2 separate regions of the Triticum aestivum genome follow, and region 1 is linked to region 2. Evidence: chromatin contacts called from public Hi-C data. All regions are on one chromosome and are shown on one strand. The core of a region is the stretch at or near the end of the contact, and the rest is flanking DNA. Distances in the headings are between cores, read along the strand shown.

Region 1 (6,092 bases), core at 1,901-4,400, 400 kb after region 2:
CCCCTCCCCGTCAGCCCCTGCGTCCTGCCCCGCCACCGTCTCGGCTCCCCGCGCTGGCGCCCCGGTGGCCGTGGAGCTGCCATGCGGGATGGCCGCCGGCTCGCGCGTCACGGTGGTGGCCCGGCCAACGAGGAGGGACGAGACGGCGTCGCCGCAGTTCATGGTGGAGCTGCTCGGCACCAAGGCCGTCCAGGGGGAGGAGCCGCCCAGGATCAGAGGCGACTTCACCGGCTGCCCCGTCATCGAGCTCAACACCTGCTATCGCATGCAGTGGGCGCTGCCGCAGCGCTGCGAGGGCCCGACGTCCCGGCCCTGACGAGGATAGAGGTGAGCTCCTTTGATTCCACAGTTCAATCTAGCTTTTTCCTTGCCGTTCTCTAAGAAATTTAATAGTAGTATCTCAATTTTGAAGCTATTTGTTCGTTAAAACCAACACAAATTTCATCAGTGAGTTTGCTTGCTATTGGTTCCAATTTCAGTTGATGGCCTCACCTTTGCCGGCTGAACCAGTCAAGTGTGAGAAATGGACTCGGGAATGTCTGAACAGTGGAAGGCCTCACCTCTGCCGACTGAACCTGACGAGCTGTTCATTGGCATCCTTTCTGCAGCCAACCATTTCGCCGAGCGGATGGCTGTCCGCAAGTCATGGATGATTGCTACAAGGAAATCATCTAACAGTGTTGGCCGGTTCTTCGTCGCTCTGGTAAGTACCTGTGGATGATTGCTACAACTTTGAAGTTATTTTGCTGACTTTGCAAACTCTAATAGAAGACTTCTTTACAAAATGGGAAAAAGAGGCCAACGAGGAGCTGAAGAAGGAGGCAGAGTTCTTTGGTGACATTGTTCTGGTCCCTTTCATGGATAGCTATGACCTCGTTGTTTTAAAGACTATTTCCATTGCTGGGTATGGAGTAAGAAAAACTAGTACGTGTTTAACGGGTCATATCTATTAGTTCCCCTTTCCAGTCTCATGTTTTAGTGCGTTCATGCTAGCCTCTGCCTTTCCTAAAGCAAGCATGGGTTTAACTCCAGCTGGAACTATGATTATGATTGCAAATCCAATGATCGTCTTCTAAACACAGGGTGTTATGTTTATCATGCCTACTAGTGGTATTAGAGTATCATATTTATTTTAGAAAAGAATAGAGTATCATCTTTCTGACAAAGTTCTGGTACTGGTAGTGATATATTTCACCCAGCATACATGAGTGTGATGTAATTTTACTGCTGCTCTTCAGGAATGGGAAGAAGAAGTATACCCACCTTACGCAAACGGACCGGGCTATGTTATTTCATCAGCGCTGAGTACATCGTATCTAAGTTTGACAACCAGAAACGGAGAGTAAGTCATTACCACCATCTTTGTCAGTCAGTAAGTAAATATCGAAGCATTTGTGTCAGTGTGTCTATAGGCTAACAAACGGATGTGCTTTCCCCTGATTGTGGGTTCAGAAGTTCGACAAGACTCGCCAGCCGGTGGAGTATTCGCACGACGTCAAGTTCTTCCAGGCCGGCTGCTTCGACGGTAACTACACCGCACACTACCAGTCGCCGCAACACATGATCTGCCTCTGGAGGAAGCTGCAGTCAGGGAGCGCTCAATGCTGCAACGCCAGATGACAATGAGATTGCTTGGTAGTTGAAAAGCAACACCCGGCTCTCTGGAGAATCAAACAGCAAGGATGAGTTCGAGTTTGATCTTGATTTGGAGGCCCTCTGGATAGTTAGCTTGCGTAATTCGCTCATTCTTTTGGTCAGTGGCTGGTTAATTCAGCTGCTGATTCTGACACTAGCTAGATGCTGACACCATGTACATGTGTCAATTGTTTTTGATCTAGGAACTAACAGCTTTGCTGATCTCACTTGTATACCGGTTGTTCTTATATATACATATTAGATGTTTCGAGTAAATCATTTTGTGTGTTCAGAGCTGCTCCTGTGCATTGTCGATTCCACCTGCAAGTCTAATTGTTCTAAGAAGTATGCATGTCGCAGATGCCGGTTGAAGCTCCACGACATGCTCGTGCCACGCAGCGCTGCGGCAGCGCCCACTACATGCGGTAGCAGGTGTTGAGCTCAATGACGGGGCGGCCGCTGAAGTCGCCTCTGATCCTGGGCGGCTCCTCCCCCTGGACGGCCTTGGTGCCGAGCAGCTCCACCATGAACTGCCACGACGCCGCCCCGTCCCTCCTCGTTGGCCGGGCCATCACCGTGATGCGCGAGCCAACGGCCATCCCACACGGCAGCTCCACGGCCACCGGGGCGCCAGCGCGGGGCGCCGAGACGGTGGCGGGGCAGGACACGGGGGCTGACGGGGAGGGGGAAGGGGATGAGGAGGAGGCGGCGGCGGAAGGGGAGAGGAGGCGGGGCATGAGGATAGCCGCGACGGCGAAGGCGGAGGAGGCTGCGGCGTCGATGGAGGAGGCAGGGGAGGAGTTGGCGCCGCGGCTGAAGCGGATGGAGGAGCGCGAGGCGGGCGCGGCGGGGCGGGCCAGGGTGGGGAAGGTGCGCGTGTGGGGCCGGAGCGGGGCCGCGGTCGTGGAGGAGCGGACCTCAAGCTCACGGCGGCGCGGGCGGTCGGTGGTGGCGACGGGCACGACGGAGACAGAGACGGAGGCTCGGGCCGCGACTAAACGGTGCGACTCAGCCTTGTCCGAGTCAGCGCGCGGGCACGCGCCAACCGGCCAACAGTGGCACCTGACGGGCGGGCCCAACTGGTCAGTTTCCCTGTCAATACGTATAAACAACATTTTAGCCTCTTTTGCAACGTCTCGCCTCAAAGTTGATACTCACACTTAAAAGTTACCAATCTTGATATCAATCTGTTTCCAATGCCTCAATTGTGGTACTTCTATGTAATTTACTCAGAGAAATAAGTGGCGCGTAGGGCCCAGCTGGAACGCGTCGGCGCGTAGGGCCCAGCTGGAACGCGTGTCGACGCTGTTTTCATCCGGTTTAAAACAAACATTTTCCATAATATTTTCGTTGTTAAAAAATAAAAAAAGGAGCAGTACGTATAATATTTCCAATTAATATTTCCAATTCCCGCTCCGCGTCGCTTTTTCCAAAATTCTTCGTGCTCTCCACCCCCCTTCCTTCTCGAGGAAGACTCCGACCCTCCGCCCCCCTTCTCCCGGAAGAAACCCCACACCGGAACCGCAAAACCCCAGCCCACCCACCCAAAATTTCGATAACTCCTCCTCCCCCCCTCCCCATTCCCTTCCAAACATCTTCCAGGAACACGAGGAGGCCGAGGGGATCGGACGCGAAGGCGAAGGCGAGAGATGTCGGCGAAGCTGCGGGTGGAGGAGCTCCGCGCCGAGCTGCAGCGCCGCGGCCTCGACGCCTCCGGCACCAAGCCGGCGCTGGTGAGCCGCATTCCCTTCTCGAGAACTTCCCTAGCAGCCACGAACGGACCGACCGGGTGCTGTCTCGCGGCTCACGCTAGGGTTCCTCTCTCACACCCACGCCGCCGCCCCATCCCCCCTCTCGCCGCACCCATCCAATCTATTGTGTCTCGTGTCTCTCTCCGGGCGGCGGAGGCGTAGCGGGGCGCGATGGCCGCTGTGGGGCGTGCGCGGCTCGGCGGGCTGACGGAGCGCGGGGTTGGGGGTCGGGGGTCAAGGACGAGCGGCGGTGGCGGCCTAAGGTCGCGTGTGGCAGGCACGGGCTGTGGCTGGCTGAGCGCGCGCGCGCACAGGCGGTAGAAGCGGTCACGGGCTGTTCGCGCTCCTTTTCTCTGAATTTTGCCTCGACGGCACCGGTAGCAGAGTCACGGACAGGAGCAGCAAATCTCTCTGAATTATCGGATTTCCTGCTCTGTCTTTTTGCGTCATCTAGCTGCAATCCGCTGGCCAGCATTTGCTGTTGTGTGCACAGTTAAGTTGCTGAATGTGCGCACCATGTGCTTGTGCATATGTGTATATATGCCCACACCCGCTTCTCTCTTGTGATGTGTATCTTTGTGCTTACAAACATTGAGACATATGGGGATTGTCGTTGTGACTTACGTCCTGCAATTCCTTTTCCACTAGGTGCTAAGGCTGGACGTTGCAATCCGTGAGGAAGAGAAGGAGGCGGCTTCTGCAGCTGAGATATGTAATGTAGATGGCATAGACGGTGTGGTTATGGATGGCGAAGCAGAAAGCAAGAGCAAAAGGAAGAGGAAAAGGCATGGTGAAGGTGAAAATGAGGAGGAAAATGACATTTTGGATGTGGCAAAGCTACAGAGCATGGGCTATCGTGAGCTGCAGGCTTTGGCCAAGGCACGGGGGCTCAATACTAATGGGGGCAAGAAGGATGTTCTACAGAGGTTGCTCTCCAGCCCTGCTACTTCTGTTGTGGATTGTGGTATTCAAGACAAGAAGGAAGTAGCAGAAGGTTTGTTTGTCAATTAATTTGCTCTGAACTTTACCTGAGTATTAACTGTTCACTGTGTATTGGTTCAGCTGATGATGGGAAGGTTGAGGAGCTGAAAAAGAAAAAAATAGTCACAGATGTGATGCTGGATGCGGCACAGCTACAGGGCATGGGCTACCGGGAGCTGCAGGCATTGGCCAAGGCACGAGGACTTGCAGCGAATGGGATCAAGAAGGATGTTATTGAGAGGTTGCTATCAACCCCTGCTAATTCTGTGGCAGTTGCTGATGGTGGTTTCCAGGACAAGAAGAAACTTGCAAAAGGTTTGTTGATCTATTAATTGTATTGATCACCGGAGGGTGAGGTTTGAACTTTACCTGTTTTTTGGCATGGTCGTTTATGCATTTTTGTTCGTGCAGGTGGTGTTGGGGAGGTTGAAGAGGAGGTGAAAAAGGAGAAGATTGTCAAAGCCACGAAGAAAGGTGCTGCAGTGCTGGATGAGCACATCCCTGACGATATAAAAATGACCTATCATGTATTGCAAGTGGTGCGTGAGTTTATTATTGGTTAATTTTTCTTACCCATATTGTACCTTGGATGTGTGCACTTCAATTGAAACCATGGTTCACTAAATTCCTACGTCCTATGCAGTATGCATGCTGAGTGAGTTCAAATCAAAACATGATCTATCCATGAATGTCAAACTTAGACAATGCAAAACATGATCTGTCATGAATGTCAAACTTAGACAATTCCTCCAACCAAATTAAATATTTTCATTCATATGGTATCTGATGCATTACATCATGTTCAGGTTGTCACTTTGGCTTTAATATTCATAGATGTGATAGCCTATGGCGGCACCCAAATATACCATCTTAGCAGGCCTAATTTTACCATGTGTTTAGAGAATAGACCAACAAAAACTTTCACTGGCATCCTTCATGTATCATCTTAGTATTCACTATGTAGTATGTACAGTAGCTACAACGCATTCATCTTAGTATTCACAATGTACAGTAGCTACCTTGAACGGTTATCTGTTCTTTCTACTATTTTGTTCACATCTTCGTTATACATATTTTATTGCAGGGTGACGAGATTTATGATGCCACCTTGAACCAGACTAATGTTGGAGACAACAATAATAAGTACTATATCATTCAAGCTTTAGGTTTGTCCTGCAACTGCAAGTCACTGTTGCTTACTAGCACCAGCACCACGAACCTATGAATGATGTGTAACATTCAATGGAAAATTAATTAGTGTTTGTTAACTGTAGAATCTGATGCTGGTGGAAGCTTCATGGTTTTCAATAGATGGGGGAGAGTAGGGGCACGAGGTCAACAAAAGCTACATCCCTGTTCAACACGGGACGAAGCAATAGACGAGTTTGAGGGAAAGTTTGAGGACAAAACAAAGAACAGTTGGTCTGACCGCAAGAATTTTGAGTGTTATGCAAAGAAATACACATGGCTTGAAATGGACTATGGTGAAGTCGACAAGGAAACAGTGAGATTTGGCTTTTAGTACTTACTTTGCAGTTTAGCACTTTTGTTGTTTTTAATCCTGTGGTCTTCAAATTTCAGACTCAGGTTCAAAAGAAAGGTTCCATTACCGATCAGATAAAAGAGACAAAGCTTGAAACTCGAACTGCCCAATTCATATCCCTCATTTGCAACATAAGTATGATGAAGCAGCAAATGATGGAAATTGGTAAGTAACTTGACAGT
Region 2 (6,518 bases), core at 2,605-5,104:
AGAAGGTGTCGAAGTGTGCCTGTTTAGCATGTATGTTCAAGAATTTGGTGCAGAATGTGCAGACCCAAATCAACGCCGGGTTTATCTGTCATATCTTGATTCTGTCAAATTCTTTAGACCTGACGTAAAAACAGTGTCTGGGGAGGCCTTGCGGACATATGTCTATCATGAAATTCTGGTAATTCACTATTCTAGTTAGTTTCCTTTTCCTAATTTTTAGAAAGCTTAGGTATGTCAAGCAGAGTGTGAACGGTTTCCTAAATCCACCATTTACTCAAACTTCAGTTTTGTTATGTTCGAATATTTTTTGCTCTCAGTATAACATTACTTTTATACTCATACAGATCGGTTATCTTGAGTATTGTAAGCAGCGCGGATTCACTAGCTGTTACATATGGGCTTGCCCACCTTTGAAGGGTGAAGATTACATTCTATATTGCCATCCAGAGATTCAGAAGACACCAAAATCTGATAAGCTGCGCGAATGGTAAGACACTAGATGGGCATTTATGTTATTATATGCTCATAAATATTGTTTTGCATTACAAAATAATGAATACCTTATGTGGCATCTGTGATTCCTGTCCTATATGACTAATAATTCCTTCACAGGTACTTATCTATGCTTCGAAAAGCTGTCAAGGAGCGTATTGTTGTCGAGTTGACAAATCTCTATGATCACTTTTTTATCACTACAAAAGAATGCAAGGCCAAAGTAACTGCAGCTCGCTTGCCCTATTTTGATGGAGATTATTGGCCAGGAGCTGCAGAAGATATGATCAACCAGCTTTTCCTAGAAGAAGATGATAGAAAGTTGCAGAAGAAGGGGAAACTAAAGAAGACTATCACAAAAAGAGCTTTGAGAGCTGCTGGCCAGACTGATCTAAGTGGGAATGCTTCAAAGGATGCTATCCTGATGCAAAAGGTATAGTTTTATATAATGCACTATTTTCTTGATGCACCAAAAATGTATCAGTTCAGTCGTGTCACATGTTATTCTTAGCCATCTAGTTGATGCTGTGCAGCTTGGAGAAACCATTTACCCAATGAAGGAAGATTTCATCATGGTCCATTTGCAGCATTCTTGCAGTCACTGCTCTACTCTTATGGTAGCTGGAAAACGCTGGGTCTGCCACCAGTGTAAAAGTTTTTATATTTGTGACAGGTAAAGTTGCTTTCATTGCATATGTTACTTTCGTGTGATGGACCCAATAAATGGCACATCTGTTTGATATATATGCACATGATTGTTGAGGTCTATATATATGCTGCAACTTGAAAGCACAACCAGTCATGCCACATTTGACAAGTGTGTGTGTGTGTGTGTAGGTAGTAGTATCTTTGTAACTATATGTGATCCTCGTGATCTGTGACTATGGTTCCCTAATCTCTACGCAACTTCATAAATGGATAAATTGCTCTAAAATCTGCTTGCAGCTAGTCTAATATTGGCTGTTACCCTTGTTTCTGTTACTGATGAGTTTGTTATTGCAGTTGTTATGATTCAGAGCAACGGCTTGAAGAAAAGGAGAGGCACCCGAGTAATAGTAGAGATTTGCATGTGCTGCATCCAGTAAGTTCTGGAAAACTTACTTTTTACTCTAGTTTTTCACTCATCAAATATAAGTGAAGCAACAATGCAAATTGCCCCAATTTTTATTTTTATGTAATATTCTTTCTTAGGTTGACATTGTTGGGGTGCCTGAAGATACAAAGGACAGAGATGATGTCTTAGAGTGTGAGTTTTTCGATACCAGACAGGCATTCCTGAGTCTTTGTCAAGGAAATCACTATCAATATGACACACTTCGCCGTGCAAAACACTCCTCAATGATGGTGTTATACCACCTTCATAATCCAACTGCACCAGCCTTTGTTACCACATGCAATATCTGCAATAACGATATTGAGGCTGGTCAAGGGTGGCGATGTGAAGAATGCCCAGACTTTGATGTGTGCGCAGGATGTTACAATAAAGACGGAGGTGCCAACCATCGTCACAAGTTAACAAATCACCCATGTGTAGACCGTAATGCTCAAAATAAAGAAGCTCGCCAGATGCGCATTCAGCAGGTAATTTATATTCTGTGAAAGTTATATGCAGAAAAATATATCGCAACACATACAATTTTTGTATGCTGCCTTTTAATTTGGTAACACTCCATACATTTTTCTTGTTTTTGCACTGTTAAGTCTAATGCCCATACTAGTCCACTTATTCCCTTGAAAACCATATTTGTCCACTTAGTGTGCTGTCAGTTTTGTATACCATATGTTATCCTTTCTGCCTTGAGCAACTTGTGTATTGCTGGTGCTGTGGTTGTGATTTATGGTTTACTCTATGGACTAGGTTATCTATGAACTAGTATATGCTAAGGAATCGATCTTAAAACTAATCTACGATGATTCTTGTGTGGCTGTGCAGGCACGGCGAATGCTTGACCTTTTGGTCCATGCGCATAAATGTCGCACCGCTGGTTGCCAGTATCCTGATTGCCGAAGACTTAAGGGACTCTTTGGTCATGCAACGAGGTGCCAGAAACGGGCAGCCGGAGGCTGTTCACTTTGCCAAAGGACGTGGTCGCTGCTTCAGCTCCATGCCCGAACTTGCAAAGAATCAAAGTGTACCATACCTAGATGCAGGTAATTAACACCCCTCCCGCTCGCACCACCCCCTGTATGTACTTACATACGTAGTGTTTGAGCCATTGCCTCTCGGAATAGACGAGTAATATCGCGTTGCCTGAACAACACAGGGATCTCAAAGCCCATCTAAGGTGGACGCAGCAGCAGTCCGAATCCAGGAGGAGGGCCGCCGTGAACGAGATGATGAGGCAGAGAGCCGCAGAAGTTGCCAGGAGTTAGTGAAGCCAGGTATACACACAGGTATACTGTTATAGAAAGAAAGACAGCAAAAAAGTACATATGGCGTCTCAAGCCCGAAGGACAAGCTCTGTACGGGCCAACTTGAGAGAAAGATCAGTTATACTGGAGATGGAACATCTCGGTCCCAGAACCCATGCTGACAATTGTCTCAGCACACCGATCGATGTTCTTGCCGTCGGTGACTTATACTGTAATCGTTGTGCCGGTCTTGTTCTGTAGCCTGCTCATGTACAATAGGATTTTGGATGGCTCCTTATTATACATGTGCAAAATAGGGCATACTTGGCGTCAAAGGGTGCAAAACACCAGTCATAGTTGTTCTTTCTTTGTTGTTGTCTCAGCTCAGAGAGCACCTGTAGAAAACAAAACAGAACAGAACATGGTTGATATCGGTTATTTCATTTATTATTTATTATCAGTTGCAGCCCCTACATTTTGCAATCTGTGTAGGATGGATCTTTATATATACATACAGTACAAAGAATGTCTGACTGAATTGTGGCATCGCATGTCCCTGCTCTCCGGTTCCTGCCCTGCTTGTTGCGTAGTACTAGTGTACTTTGCATCTCTATTTGTGACGGAGTTTCCCGAGCCCGGTCAGGATTATCCAGATCCATGGAGGCTTTGGGCGTGTCCACGCCATCCTGTTGGGCTTGGATGGCTGACTGATCTGGCCTCATCTGGCTGAGAAATACACTAGTCCCGCACGGAACGGAAGAGGCGGCATGGGGGCAAGTGAACTCGGCATAGCCACGTCGCCGCGGCATGCCACCCGCCACCACGCGGCCACGCCTCCCCCCTATCCAGTAGTATGAATTACTACTAGCAGAGCGTGGGCGCCAGTCACCCACCCGCGACGGCGACACTCGCCGCGCGCCCATGCGCACGACCTCCGTCTCTGCGCCGTGGGCCCCACCGGTGCTCGCCCGCAACCGCAGCCACAAATGGCGCCCGGGGCGGGAGCGCCACTCAGGCCGCTGCCTCCCCTGCCCCGCTTTATCTGCCTGCGCGGCCCGGGAGTGGTCGCGGAATATACCGTGAACGAAATTTTTTACGAACACGAGAGAGCAGAGCTTCTGCTGCCGCTCCTCGTCCAAGGCTCGAGCTAACCGTCGCCGGCGGCCATGGTCGCTGCCGTGTCGCCTCCGGGCGCGGCGGGGGCGGCGACGATCATCGCCTCGTTCCACGGCACCCACTGCGCGTCCCCGTCCCGCGCCGCCGCGCCCAGGCCGCGGTACCACGGCAGCGCGTGCTGCTTCGCGGCCAAGCCCACGCCGGCGGCCGCGGTGGCGTCCGAGCCGGGCCAGGACCAGGACGTGGACGACGAGGGGGGCGTCCTCGGCGCCGCCAACGGCGCGGACGCGACGCTGTCGACGCGGAAGAAGCGCCGGGCCCGGAAGGGCAAGAGGTCGGCCGCCGCGCAGCAGCAGGAGGCGGAGGAGGAGGAGGCCAGGAGGAAGGCCGAGGAGGAGGCGGCGGCCGCCAAGAAGAAGAAGGCGGAGGAGGAGAGCCGGGCGGCCTCGCTGGACCTGGACGAGGTCATGGCCGTGAGCCCCGTGGGGCTGGGCCGGCGCTCGCGGCAGCTGTTCGACGAGGTGTGGCGCAAGTTCTCGCGCCTGGGCCAGATGTCCAGCGCCTCCGCCACCGAGGCGCTCGCCGAGGCGGAGCAGGCCGTGCTCAGCCGCGGCGGGCCCATGTGCGAGTTCACCGTCCCCGGCGCCCAGGACACCACCGTCCTCGTCGTCGGCGCCACCAGCCGCATCGGCCGCATCGTCGTCCGCAAGCTCATGCTCCGAGGCTACAATGTCAAGGTACTCCTTCCCCCCCGCGCGCGCGCACTTCACTCTCTCCTCTTCCACTCTCTTTCATGTTCACCATCATGTTTGTTCACCACTAGGATAATCATACTGATTAGATACAACAAGTGGCAAACTGGCAACGGTGCTCATTGAGCTCATAACGTACTGATTTGTGGTAAACTAGGGAAATTCAGACATAAATTTACCATTGTGTAACAGGCTCTAGTTAGAAGGGACGACCCCGAGGTGATCGACATGCTTCCCAGGTCGGTGGACATCGCTGTTGGCGATGTTGGTGATCCTTTGGCTGTGCAATCGGCCGTGTCAGGTTGCAGCAAGATTATCTATTGCGCAACCGCGCGCTCAACCATTACCGGGGACCTCAACAGAGTTGATAACCAAGGGGTCAGGAATGTCAGCAAGGCTTTCCAGGTACTCTTTCTGACCTTAATAATTTTCTAATCTTAGAAGCCACCCTTGTCCATTCGAAAGTAGATGCTGTTTTAGGATAAATGTAGTCAAAGATCTGAATCTTTGATCGCTAGTACACACAAAACTGTTCAGATTTGTCACATGGAAATGATATTAGTAATTTTAGCATCAAAACTTCTTTAATATCATTACTATACCTCTTCTAATTTCACTAACTTATAATTAGAAAATGCTTTGTTCTCCAGGATTACTACAATGAGATGGCTCAGCTCAGGGCTGGTAAAAGCAGCAAGAGCAAACTTTTGATAGCAAAATTTAAATCTGCTAAGTCTCTGAAGGGTTGGGAGGTGAACCAGGGATCTTACTTCCCGAATGCCTATGCTTCTGGTTCTAGTTTTGATGAAGGTATCGATGCGTCCTTTGAATTCTCAGAAGGTGGCCAGGCCGTTTTTGCAGGTAACGCCCTATGCTGTGTAGGGCACTTCTTAGCAAATGTACTAATTTACCTAGATATATTGATTTTTCTTCCTAGGTCTTAGTTGTCTGATGAACATCCACTTATGTCAGGATTTGTTTTTACAAGAGGTGGATATGTCGAGATATCAAAGAGGCTATCTCTCCCTTTAGGTTCCACCCTAGACAGGTATTAAGATCTCTTACAATTTTCTTAACAGCTCCCAGATTGTTGAAATATCTTGACGCATCACAGTGAACTTGGTTACATATCAATTCTGTTATTCTTGGATAGGTATGATGGCTTGCTTCTTTCAGTGGGTGGAAATGGAAGATCATATGTTGTTATTCTTGAGACTGGTCCACTGGCTGACACCTCACAGAGTAAGAAGTATTTTGCTCGGATGACTACAAAAGTAGGCTTTTGTAGGGTAAGTAGTGTGCAATAATTTAGCAGTAATAGGTGATTTTACTGCATGTTAGCAAGCGATGAGCGTACAATTTGATCCCAATTTTTTTATGTTTGTTTTCTGCAGGTAAGAGTACCTTTCTCGGCTTTCCGTCCAGTAAAACCAGAAGATCCTCCCCTAGACCCTTTTCTTGTGCATACCTTCACCATTAGGTTTGAACCAAAAAGGCAGGTCAGTACAACATGATGAATTATTTTCCATCATCAACAAATATTAACTGGCTGTTTATAGCATTAAATTGGCGTCTTAGCTACTGATGCATTGCGCAGAGACCTGGTGATGGAACCCAAGGTGCCACTGACCCCAGAAATTTTGAGCTGATACTGGAGTACATCAAAGCTTTACCTGTAAGTTGTTCCTATATTATTGAACTGCCATACTACGCGCATGTTTTTCCTCCTATGGATGAAAAGTCTCTTCGTGGCCAAAATTCTTGTATATTTGTTTCGCTTTTCTGCCTAATTGAAGTACAAACCCA

The links. A called contact is a pair of places that touch in the nucleus more often than the background predicts.
Region 1: a Hi-C map of leaf shows a contact between it and region 2, with 5 times the contacts expected there. The contact joins the promoter of LOC123148594 here to the promoter of LOC123148589 in region 2. A contact is called at or near these places in 2 of 5 Hi-C or Micro-C datasets (both in leaf).

The regions. Positions count from the first base shown.
Region 1 is chr7A:609,915,590-609,921,681 of IWGSC CS RefSeq v2.1, forward strand. It overlaps LOC123148594 (poly [ADP-ribose] polymerase 2-A), which reads left to right and starts at 3,151. Exons shown (of 19, transcript XM_044568059.1): 1 at 3,151-3,368; 2 at 4,035-4,380; 3 at 4,449-4,682; 4 at 4,779-4,906; 5 at 5,452-5,533; 6 at 5,642-5,871; 7 at 5,949-6,075. The coding sequence starts at 3,285. It also overlaps the pseudogene LOC123153563.
Region 2 is chr7A:609,510,504-609,517,021 of IWGSC CS RefSeq v2.1, forward strand. It overlaps LOC123148589 (protein HIGH CHLOROPHYLL FLUORESCENCE PHENOTYPE 173, chloroplastic), which reads left to right and starts at 3,855. Exons shown (of 13, transcript XM_044568045.1): 1 at 3,855-4,697; 2 at 4,905-5,117; 3 at 5,363-5,573; 4 at 5,685-5,760; 5 at 5,866-6,001; 6 at 6,107-6,211; 7 at 6,310-6,387. The coding sequence starts at 4,011. It overlaps LOC123148588 (probable histone acetyltransferase HAC-like 1), which reads left to right. Exons shown (of 18, transcript XM_044568043.1): 11 at 1-178; 12 at 345-487; 13 at 613-925; 14 at 1,026-1,165; 15 at 1,495-1,573; 16 at 1,684-2,073; 17 at 2,426-2,643; 18 at 2,757-3,317. The coding sequence ends at 2,865.